Regions from separate parts of the Mus musculus genome. Here regions 2 and 3 are each linked to region 1. A link is a contact called in public HiChIP or PLAC-seq and promoter capture Hi-C data. All regions are on one chromosome and are shown on one strand. Each heading gives the region's core, a stretch centred on a gene start, on an enhancer-like site or on the middle of the called end of the contact. The rest is flanking DNA. Distances are from core to core; before and after follow the strand shown.

Region 1 (3,910 bases), core at 346-2,845:
GCTCCGTGGTTAAGAGGGCTTCTGGCTGTTCCAGAGAACTCGAGTTTGGTTCCCAGCACCCAAGTTGGGCAGCTTAAAACCAACTGAAATTCCAGCCCCAGGTGTTCTGATGCCCTCTTTTGGCTTTTATAAGCAATCACACAAATATGGCAGACATACACATATAAATAATAAAATCTTAAAAAAAAAAAAAAAAAGGGCTGGTGAGATGGCTCAGCAGGTAAGAGCACCCGACTGCTCTTCCGAAGGTCCGGAGTTCAAATCTGAGCAACCACATGGTGGCTCACAACCATCCGTAACGAGATCTGACTCCCTCTTCTGAAGTGTCTGAAGACAGCTACAGTGTACTTACATATAATAAGTAATAAATAAATCTTTAAAAAAACAAAAAACAAAAAAACAACTAAAGGAAACCGGTAGGATCCGTCCTTTCCTCCTTCTTCCTTCCCTCCCTTTGTCTGTCTTTGTCTTAAGTAGCTCCGGTTGGCCAAGTGCTGGAATTACAGGCATGAGTCACCATGCCCAGCTCATATTTACTTTTACTTTAGAAATTACTGAAGTCATTTAATTAAAAGTGAAAGTCAGTGGCTCATGCACTTCTTTGCGAGTAACAAAATATTATCCAGGTTAAAGACCTGTTTCCAGAAACTGAAAGCACTAGAAACATAAAGTACGGCATAGCAAGGGAAAAAAATGAAGTAGGACCTGCATCTCCCTGCATTGAAGTCACTCAGATCAATAGCTGTACTCCTCCCAGGGTGGCCCCTTCTCCCTTATTTGGCCATCAGTGTCAACAGAAGAAAGCAACGCCTTGAGGTGTATAGCCTTAACTGAGCTGCTCTGCTATATCCTAGAAGGTCTCCTGCCTTCACTGTATTTATCCGGCATTTATTTATTTAATTATGTATTTAACGTGTGAATCATGATTCTGTGGTAGAGGCAAGAAAACTCTGAGGCTGTTTTGCAAACAATGCAAACTTCAAAAAGTCGAAATGGTAAAAAAGAAAGAAAAAGAAATAAAAGAAAAAAATTGCATTAAATTTAAGGTACGCAAAGAGGCGAAGTGTCTGGAAGGCCACGCAGAACTGAGCGGGAAGGAGTCCCTTCCTCCCCTAGATAGCGGTGGTCGCGTCTCCGGAGAGCCTCCTTTCCCTGGAGAGGATCTATGAGTTAGTTGGTCGCCTAGGATGCAGCTCTAAGCATCCACAGAATTTCCGTGCAATCCGCTCGCACAGGTCCAGAGCGCGGACGGCGGGACTCCGCGCGTGAAGCCGCAAGCCTCACAGTGAAGTGGGCGCTCCACGGAGCCCACGTTTTGCGCACCCCCGTGCTGCTCGCACCCGCCTCGGCCGTACCCCTCCCCCGTCCGCGCCTCCCCTTTAAGCACGGAGGCGCAGGCGGATTTGTGTCGGCGGACGCGAGGCTCGACTCCCCTTTATGGCGGAGCCCCGCGCCCGCGCCTTGACGACCGCCGCGGCTGGCGGTGGGGGTGGGGTTCTGCGCGCGGAGCCGGCCTCCGCTACCCGCCGCCCTCGCCGCAGCGCGGCCCCGGGGAGCGCGCGCCGGGGGCGGGCCGTGGGCGGGCCGGCGGGGCAGGGGCGGGGAGGCCGGCGGGCGGCCGCGCTCGGGTCCGCCTCCGACTGCGGCGCGGCGGGGCGATGTGAGTGCCATGGCGAGGAGTCTCTGCGCGGGGGCCTGGCTGAGGAAACCCCATTACCTCCAGGTAGGCCGGCCGCGGCCCCGCCACGCGCCCTCCGCTCCGCGCCACGCGGGACTCAGCGCCCCGTCCTCCCTCCGTGCGCGCCCCGCCGCCTCCTGCGGACCGGCACCTGGCGGCGCGCCCTCCCAGCCCTGGTCCCGCTCCTCGGGCGCCGCCCCAGCCCTGAGCCCCTCTGAGTCCCGGCCCCGGACGCGCCGCGGTCCCTCCTCTGCGTGCTCTCCCGCTTTCCCCAAGGGCCCCCCCTCGACCTGCCATTCCTGACTCTGTGTCTGGGGTAGGAAAGGGTGGTGTGTCATTCCTCCATGCTCCACAGAATCGTGACCGATTGTCATACCAGTGGTTCCCCAAGTCCCAGCCAGTAGCTGTGCCTCGTGCAGATCCCCTGGGTTTGGTGTTCTCATCACATCTCTGGTTTAAATGGGAGGGAGGAGTAGGCAAGCTCGATCGAGGCGATGCTTTTGCAAAAAGGGGATGGTGACCGTTGTACGGCTCTTCACTCAGCCCGCCAGCAGTGCGAACGCAATTCACAGTCACGTCGTGTGTACTGTTGCCGTGTTAATTTTTCATGATTTTCTGTTCCGCTGTCAGTAGGCTTTAGAACCCTCCTGCTGCTTTGGTGCACTGTTTGGTCACCAGGGGGACCTAGTAGACGTCGTGAGTAGCTGAGCACAAATCCATAGCTCGGATGGAAAAACAACTACAAATCAATGCCTCACACATTGGCAGTATTGTTATATGTCTCTAGAGGACACTGCTTACATTAAAAGGCCTGACGACATGGGACGTGTATTTAGGTCAGTTGTTGGTGTGCTTCTTATGAGTATGGAAAAAAAAGAAAAAGTTGAGGAGAAACCGTTACTGTCCAAATAAATCTTATATTTTAATTTGAAATTTGCAAGTGTAAGTCATTACATCGAAACGAGAGAAACCCAGATTGAGAGACTGACTTGACAACTCATGGTTTTAAGGGTGTAAAACTGAATGTTTGTAGCAGCGCCACCAGAAATAGTTGTGCCTTGAGTACCAGTATTAGAACCTAGTCTAGCATTCCACCCCTCCAGGTTAAAGTATTTGGGCATGTTTAAAATCTTTGAACTTAAACTACTTAGCTTTCTATTATTAATTTTTGGAGTTGGTAGAGCTTTAGGCTTTAGTTTTGGCTTTAAATGTTTTCCACAGATGTGAATGCAATCTTTGGCGCTATAACTGTACAAAGGTTTTCTGATGTGGTTAAGGTTAGAAATTAAGAGTTCTGGATTCAATCCCCGACACCACGCAAACAAAATTAGTTTTACAAATAGTTATGCTTACATTAATGACAAACACTTAGTGTGTTTCTTACTTTTCTGAATTTGCATCGTTATCAATGATGAAATTAGGGTAAGCTTGCTAGTGGGCTAATATTAAGATTATTAATTTTTAAAAATGTTTAAACTATTTAAATACCAGCACTTGGGAATCAGGCCTCTGAGTTTGAGGCCAGCATAGTCTACATAACAAGTTCGAGATTAGTGACGACTACATAGAGAAATTTTGTCTCAAAAAAATTTAAAGGTAAACTTAAGATTTAAAGGACAAGTTCTCATGTGACACAGATTGACTTAGAACTCTCGAGGTAGCTAAGGATAACCTTGAATTTCTGATCCTCTTGCTTTTAAGAGCTTGTGATTGCAAGGGTATGAATGAATGGCACAGTTGAGAGTCCAGTGTTTTCCCCAGGAGCTTCCTCCCATCGAAATCTCCAAATAGGCCAGGGAGTCCCAGGAATCCCCCTGTCTCCACTTAGTCAGGTCTGAGATTGCAAGGATGTGCAAATCTGGACGCCAAGTGCTTGGAGAGCAAGACCTTTACAGACTGAGCTAACTCTGTAGCCGCCTCCTCTTCCTCTTCCTCCTCCTCCTCCCCCTCCTCCTCTTCCTCCTCCTCCTCCTCCTTCTTCTTCTTCATAGATCATGCTTAGCATTAACTTAGTATTAGCTAAATTTGATTTGTCATGGAGAGGGTTTCTTGTGCACTGTCTTTTGGCAAAAGAAAATAAAAAAACTTTAACAGCCTGTGTATGTTAGAACACACACACACACACACACACACACACACACACACACACACTTTTTGAGACCAAGTCCCAGTCTTGCACAGGCTGGCCTTGAATTCCCAATCTTCCTGTTTCTGATCTTCCTGTTTCTACCT
Region 2 (3,753 bases), core at 1,014-3,513, 120 kb after region 1:
TTGGAATTCCACATATATAGAATCATATACTGTATACCCTGGTATCATTTATTTCCAAATTGATAGTTCATTCACACACTTTCAAGTGAAAAGAATACTACTTTAAGCCTTTGAATATACATAAAAAGATCATCTTTCCCATCTCTGGAAATGCTTCACTCTTAGTTTCCCTACCTTGCACGTTTGGAACAACCAGTGTTCATCGTTCCGTGAGCGTCCGTGGCTATCTTTCTCTCAGTCCTTCTTCCAGTGTTCTTCGTTCCTTGAGCACCCGTGGCTTTCTTTCTGTCCTTCTTTCACTGTTCATAGCTTAATGAGCATCTGTGGCTATCTTTCTCTCTATCCTTCTTAACGGGGAGGTTTGAGCACTCTGCAATTAGACATTTCCCAAAGAATCTTCAGACACTAAAGTAATTTGAAATCTATTTTTATTATAATAATAACCAGCGCTCTTCTTAGGTTCTGACTCTAAATGTCAAAGTGTGACATTTACCTGTGATGTCAGTAACCTTTGTGCCATTCGTCATCGTTTGAATCAGGCACCTATGATTCTCGAATTCCTCAAACCTCAAACGACAAAGCTCCCGGCCTTATGGGGCCAGATGTTAGTGAGAGATTAAAAAATTCCCAAGAGTCCTATAATTACAGTGTCCTGGAAAGGGATTGACAGGACTAACATAGGCGGGTTTTCAAGAGGCATTTCTCAGACCCAGAGACTAAGGCCCAGGTAAGAAGGTGAGGCCAGGAAAACTTCCCAGGTATTAGAAGTTTGCAAAAACTCTTGTGAGGGAGGAAAGGGTCATTGTGGCTGGAGAAAGGAGAGGATGAACATGGTCTGAGCAGAGAGGGGAGCTGGAGAGGTAGGCAAGGTGCCTGGCCCTGGAGGGCTTGGTTAGGGTAATTTTTTTTTCCCCAAAAGAATGGGATACTGAACAGCAACAAGGTCACATGGTACAGTATTTGAACAAAAATTCTTCTTGTGGTTTGAGATTTGGAGAAGGGTAGGAGGGGATGTGGATAAAATAGGCTAGGTCAGTGTCCTTACACTATCTGCAGGTCAGGGTAATTTTAACTAAGGTGGTTGCTGATGAAGGAGATGAGAGAGATTCAAGGAAACTTTAGCAGATAAAAGCAAAGAATTTGCAGATAAATTGGAAAGGTACATTATACTTTTTTTTCTTTTGCTATGGGGTAGATACATTAAATTATGATGAAGTTTTTTGTTTGTTTTTTGAGTCAGGGTGGTGTTGCCTTGGCTCTCCTGAAACTCTGTAGACCAGGTTGGCCCTGAACTCTGAGATCTGCTTGCTTCTGTCACTCAAGTGCAGGGATCAAAGGCATGCGCCAAGACTGCCTGGTACAATGAAGTTGTTACATTGCCATTAATAACCCGACCTAAGTTATGCAAAAAAAAAAAAAATTGCCTCAGACTATTTTGAAAATTTCAAAGCTGGGTGGAGGACATGGTTTTACTTCCCATTTCTTATCCTAATCTTGTTGAAAAATAGTCTTTTCTAGAAGTGCTTGTGATAGTGGAACTTTTTCTGGACAGGTCTTACAAATCTAAATGTAAAAGCCAGTGGTATCATATTAGTAAACAATTTTAGAGCTTTTCTGACTGCTTGATGGTAATTACTATCCTTTTGGTCACTTTCAAGTATATAACAAAAATGATTTATATTGCCTTTATTATTTTTTTTTTTTGTTGCCTGCAATTCCTTTGACAGGACCCAAATGAATAGGCTGTTTTTGTCCCAAACTAAGTAATTTCCTTCTAAGAATTTCTTGGTTGGTGTTGGATAATTGCCCACCCTCTGCCGGACTCCGAAAAAACCCACGGTTTATTCTAGAGGATTAGTGGAAGACCTGTTTTACCACCGCGAGTGCCATTTGATTAATATTATGTTTTTGGGAGTGAGACTCCGGGCAGCCCTCGCAAAGCTGCGCGTCGCTGTGCGCGCCCCAGGCCTGCGCGGATGCTCGCCCGGGGGGCTCCGAGGGGGCGTGTCTTGTGCTTCCCTGACTGGCCAGGGGCGGCTCGAGAGACTGGGAAGTCAGCAGTTTGCATGGCCGAGGGCTGGGCGCTTGGGAAGAGGGGCGGAGGACCGAGAGGGATCTCCCCGCCTCCGTTCCTCTCGGTCCAATCCCTTCGGCTTCTGCTTCGGCTTCGCCAGCGCGGCCGGGGCCCTAACCTGCTCGAACCCATTATGCCGTAGAGGCCGGCCGGGGCTCTTTAAGGCCCTCGCCGCGCCTGCGCCCTGGGCTTTCGTGAAGCGGCCCGACCAGAGCCGGGCGGAGCTGGCGGGCGTGGGGCTGCGCGGGGTTCTCCCGAGTCGTCGGCGGTACGGTGGAGGGTCGCGGGCAGCTCCGGGTTCCTGAGCAGGAGGCGTGCGCCGGGTCACGCGGGGAACGCGGCCGCGGAGGCCGAGCCGGGCCGAGGCGCTTGGAGGCGGCGGCGGCACGGCCGCCGGCTGCATGGGAAGTTCATGTTGACGGCGGAGTCCACCCCAGGTTTCCAAGGTGAGGGGCGCCGCGCCAGGCCGGGCTGCGGCGAGGGAGGGCGCGGGCGCCGCCGAGGGCCGCGCCGCCCACCCGGGCCGCCGCCGAGTTTGCGGCGCGAGCCCGCCGGGGCCTGCGTTCCCCGCTCTCGCCTGGCCCGGGCGGCCTCGGGGCCCGTCCTCGAGGACACGGCGGTCCGCCGCGCCCTGCTCGGAAAGTTGGCGTCTCCATTCGGCCTGCGGCGGCTGCCGGCAGGTGATGGGCGAGCCAGGTGTGCAGAGCGACGGCGCACGGAGCTCCTGTGCACCCGGTTGCCCATCGCCTAACGGGGCTAGCCTGAGATTAACCGCGGGTTTCCGGTGGGTTGGCTTGCGGTGGTGGCGCCTGCGCTGGTGACTCCGACCTTAGGTCTTTTCACCAAAGAGCGAAGCAAAAGTTCTGGACCGGTTCCCTCGCAGTCCCGTTTCTGCTGGAGGGGATTTTGAAGAGCAACAAGCGGTTTTCTTTGGAGAATAATAAACCTTTCTCCGCCGAGAGAATGAATTCCAGAGCTTCCTGAAGTTAGAGAAACATGGTCTGTTGGTAGTTTTTAATCTTTGCGCGGTGTTTTTTTTTTTTTTTTTTTTTTTGGTGTGTGTGTTTTAAATTTTATTAGTAATAATTTCTCAGTGTTCCAGAACTTTGCTTCCTGTAAGATAGAAAATGCTCACCTTCTATGAGAAGTTTGTGTCAAGGAAATCTTAGAAAATTTATTCAAGCCTATCTGGAGTAGAAAGATCACAATTTTAAGTTTTCAGGTAATGATTTTTAAGTGAACCAACACAAACCAACAAATTACTAGGTTGGGATATATACCTCGGAGGAGTGGAATTGCTGTTTTTTTTTTGTTTGGTTTTCTTTCTGGGTCAGAGTTTTGCTATGTAGCCCAGGCTGTCCCCGTACTCCTGCCGTCGACCTCCTTGCAGTATATTGCCACTATTTCTGGTTGATTATTTTTTAAAAATTTCTGGCATTAGGTTCTGTTGGGCCTTCTCAAGACGGTTGAGAACTCTAGTTATTCCATACTTACGATGCTTACCATCTTCAAAAAATGCTGCGATTTGGATGGTGGTACTTTATCAGTGTGTGACTTTATTTTGCCTGGTGAATGAGTTTAAAAATATTAGTCATTTTTGTATTAATCTTTTGTGAAATGCCTCTTTTACGAATTATGCTTAGGTTTTTGTTATTTTACTTTTCTTTTTTTTTGTTTGG
Region 3 (3,793 bases), core at 351-2,850, 110 kb before region 1:
CCACCAGCTAACAAGATTTTACTTTATCTTCAGTATTTTCCATTACAGAGTAAATTACTAGTAAATATGATTCAAGAGAGTAGAATAAATCTACGTCCCCATCAGGACACTGACATGCCTCCCACCCACCCATTCTCTTTTCTTTTCCAGCCATCTTGAATCCCTACCTTACTCTGATCAAAAGAGAACAGAACATTAAAATATTAAAATGGCATGTACTTCTTCCTTACACCAATCCCACAATTCTTAATGCCCTTATTCTTCTCTTACTAACTCCCTTAGAGGGATATGTAAAATAAATCCACTTACATGGTCTTGTAATCATTTAATGCCTCCAGAACATGCTCATATCTTTCAGATTTGGGTGTGTCTGCCAGCTGTGAAGTATCAAGAAACAATTTAATACACTTTAAGTTTACTCAATAATACACAGGTGTTAGACAGAGCTACAGGATGTGTGTTCAGAAGACCTAACATCTGTTTTTTCTGGGTCCTAACTAAGTTATTATATGACCTACCGAGTGCCACTGAACCTTTCAAGACTTACTTTCTATGATACAAGAAAAGTTTACATTTTATACCCATATTAGTTCATTACATGAAATAAATGTATTTGTAGAACTACATACTATAAACACTATAAAACTGACATTAGCAGTTATATTCAACTTGTATAACTCTATAACTTAGGGAAATAGTAACTTTAATAATATTACACAAGATCTCTACAACAACAAAAACAACAAAATGTGAAACTCGAAGGGTTATTTTCTCAATTATACACTTTAGTTGGTCTCAAATAGCTCAGCACCTTTTCACCTTCACAAACCACTAGAGTTTTGGGTCTTTTGTTTGGCTGTTTTTTTTCTTTTGGCTTTCCAAGACAGTGTTGCTCTGTGTGCCCTGGCTATCCTGGAATTCACTCTGGAGCCCAGACTAGCCTCAGACTCATAAAGATCCACCTCCCTCTTCCTCCCAAGTGCTGGGATAAAAGGAGCAGGAGCCACCACAGCTCAGCCCAAAAACTACTGTTTCTAATATCTATATATTCACTCAGCAGTGGTGGCACAAAGCTTTGATCCCAGCACTTGAGAGGCAAAGGCAGGTGGATCTCTGTGAGTTCAAGGCTACCCTTGTCTACAGAGTGAGTTCCAAGACCGCTAGGGTAACACAGAGAAACCCTGTCTCAAAAACACTAAACCCAAACAAACAGAAGTTTAAAATTTGGCCCCACAGATTGGATGATTGATTGATTGAGATAGACAGTCAGACAGAGCTCTATGTAATCTGACACAAGATATGTTCTTCACTAGTTGAAGTTCCGAAACCCAAGAACACATCAAGTGAGAGAGAACTCTATCTGCCAAAAAGAATGTTGGAGATAGAAGAGGCTCACAAGTCATTATTCTAACTCTGTTCTACAGATGAGTTAATAGAAAAGTAGGTAGGACATAAGTGAAATCTTTGTGTAATGTCTTCTAGACAGGAGTCTGCCACCAGGCAGCCTAAATTGGAGCTAGCCAGCCCACCCTAAACTCTGATATCGTAATGAACCAGTCAGGAGACAACTCAGAGGTAAGTAAGTCAAGCCCAAGACAAGCCTTGATATGCTAACAAGTTAACCTTAAGGTAGCATTGATATGCTAGTGAACCAACCCCACGCTGTAAACCCTGAAAGCACAAAACTAAAGTCTAATGAACAATAAAAAATTGGAACTTTAAAAGCAGCCCCTAGAACTGCACTACAAAGCTCCTGAGATGTTGCTTCTCAAGCCTCTGCCTTAGCAAGAGGACGTTATGACTGGCCTGTGTGGGGCCTAAGTTAAGTGACCACTGAACTTCTGGCACTATTGCTGAGCTCACGCATGCCCACCGCTCAGTGCAAGACGCTAGGTAATGTTCTCAAAGACCTCTACCAGTGCCATTCTCCCAGCCTGCCTCAGAGGAAGACATGCAGTGGACATGGTTCAAGCCTGCAAAGCTTCCTTACTGGACACCCAGTGGAAGCCTGCACAGCCTGCTTGGCTGTTGGCTACTTGGTCGAAGACTTTTATATTAGCATATTATATGGAATGTTTGTGTGAATAAACCAAGTATAATTCAGGGTTCAAAAGACAAATCTTGTGTGGACATCCTAAGTGCCAAACACCTCATAGCACACAGGCCATACAAAGGTAAAATGGACTGCTCAAATTCTCCTGATTAGAAAGAACACCAGAACCTAAACTCAGGTGGATATTCTATCAGCACTTTGGTGCTAGTACTAACTGTACTAGGCCAATTATGCTTGTCACTATCAGATTGTCCTCCTAATCTTAGATACCCATAACAGAGTTTTAGAAGGAGTTTTGAGGGCCTCACACATCAAAAGCACATGCTTGCAGGGCTTGGTGGCACTTGCGTTTAATTCCAGCACTTGGGAGGCTTGTCGGGTCTACACAGTAAGTTTCAAGATGCCAGAGATACATAGAGAGAAATAACAAAGGGGCTGGAGAGATGGCTCAGCAGTTAAAAGCACTGGCTGCTTTTGGAGGTCCTGAGTTCAATTCCTAGGAACCACATGGTGGCTCACAACCTCTGTAATGGGATCTAAGGCCCTCTTCCAGTGTGTCTGAAGACAACAGCAGTGTACTCAAATACATAAAATAAATAAATCTTTTAAAAATAACAAAAAGCAGCACACATTCAACCCTCAAAAGTACACGCTCAGACACAGAACTCCTTTTTAAAAAAGAATAAGAATGGAAGAATTTCTATTTAAGGAAGAATAAGCAGATTTTGAAGTTTGCAAGAAAATAAGGAAGCCCTAGATCTGACTTAATCTTTTATCAAGACTACAATCTTGTGCTCACTTCAACAGCACATACACTAAAATTGGACCAATAAAGATAAAATTAGCATGACACTCAAGTTCATGAAGTGTTTATATTTAAAAAAAAAAAAGACTACAATCTTTTCAGAAGAGATCCAGTTATCATCACTGCTTAATACTAGTAGTAAAAGCTAAATCATTTACTGAACCCCACTTCATGAGCATTATACTTGAGGGAAAGCTCTCAAACTCTTCTCTTCCATTTTATAAGACAATTCTGAAATAACTGAAGTTTGAAACCAAGGTCAAGTTTCTAATATGTCACATCATGTGATTACTTCATTTAAACTGTCTGACTGATCTTCCCCTCTTATCATCAAAATCTGAAGTCTTATCAGGAGTTATAAATAATCAAATCAAAAATCCCTATCTGTATTATTATGCTTAAATTTAAAAGAGAAAAACAGGGCTTAGTGGTACACACTTTTAATCCCAGAACTTGGGAGACAGGCAGAAGAAACAAGTAGATCTCTCTGAGTTAAAACTCACAGCCTGATCTACACAGTGAGTTCTGGGATAGCCAGAGATAAGACAGTGAGACCCTGTCTGGGGAAAAACAGCAACTGAAACAAGACTTTATAAATATTCCACCCCCTCGACCCCTGCTTTGTAGTACTAAAGATTAAACTAAGAGCCTCATATACACTACACAAGTGTTTTAGCACTGAACTACATCCTAGGTCCTCCTTTTACTGTTTATTCCAGGCTGACCTTCAACTTCTCATCTTTCTGTACCCATCTCCTAAGTACTAGATTACAGGCATGTGCCTGGTCTTAGCTGCTGTCAGGGACTAACCCAGCGCTTCATTATGCTCGGCAAGAACCATCTAAGCCACATCTGCAGGACCCTATAATTTATTTTAAATGTGGGGAAAGAAAAAGTTTTGCTTTATAGCCTGGTTAGTCCCAAACTTGTGACAA

What was found. HiChIP or PLAC-seq counts read pairs in DNA pulled down with a chosen protein or histone mark. Capture Hi-C pulls out chosen DNA fragments and counts their contacts.
Region 2: a promoter capture Hi-C map of adipose tissue shows a contact between it and region 1. The contact joins the promoter of Evi5 here to the promoter of Dipk1a in region 1. A contact is called at or near these places in 5 of 484 Hi-C or Micro-C datasets (the G1E-ER4 cell line, cerebral cortex, embryonic stem cells and 1 more), 4 of 115 datasets of contacts at active chromatin or transcription factors (embryonic stem cells, memory CD8 T cells and pancreatic cancer cells) and 3 of 9 other capture datasets (adipose tissue, liver and pancreatic islet).
Region 3: an H3K4me3 HiChIP or PLAC-seq map of embryonic stem cells shows a contact between it and region 1, with 18 read pairs. The contact joins the enhancer-like site here to the promoter of Dipk1a in region 1. A contact is called at or near these places in 4 of 115 datasets of contacts at active chromatin or transcription factors (the SCID.adh cell line, bone marrow-derived macrophages and embryonic stem cells) and 3 of 9 other capture datasets (adipose tissue, liver and pancreatic islet).

The regions. Positions count from the first base shown.
Region 1 is chr5:107,984,762-107,988,671 of GRCm38.p6, reverse strand. It overlaps Dipk1a (divergent protein kinase domain 1A), which reads left to right and starts at 1,595. Exons shown (of 5, transcript NM_026062.4): 1 at 1,595-1,723. The coding sequence starts at 1,670.
Region 2 is chr5:107,867,558-107,871,310 of GRCm38.p6, reverse strand. Evi5 (ecotropic viral integration site 5) reads left to right here and starts at 2,263. Exons shown (of 20, transcript NM_001378824.1): 1 at 2,263-2,520.
Region 3 is chr5:108,095,703-108,099,495 of GRCm38.p6, reverse strand. Mtf2 (metal response element binding transcription factor 2) reads right to left here. Exons shown (of 15, transcript NM_013827.3): 10 at 310-377. Among named protein-coding and RNA genes, the nearest start is that of Mtf2, 32 kb to the right of the region's middle. Within about 2 kb of position 1,600, at least 12 of the 459 cell types and tissues checked have an H3K27ac peak or open chromatin away from gene starts, as enhancers often do. A contact at or near this core is called in embryonic stem cells, where this site is marked.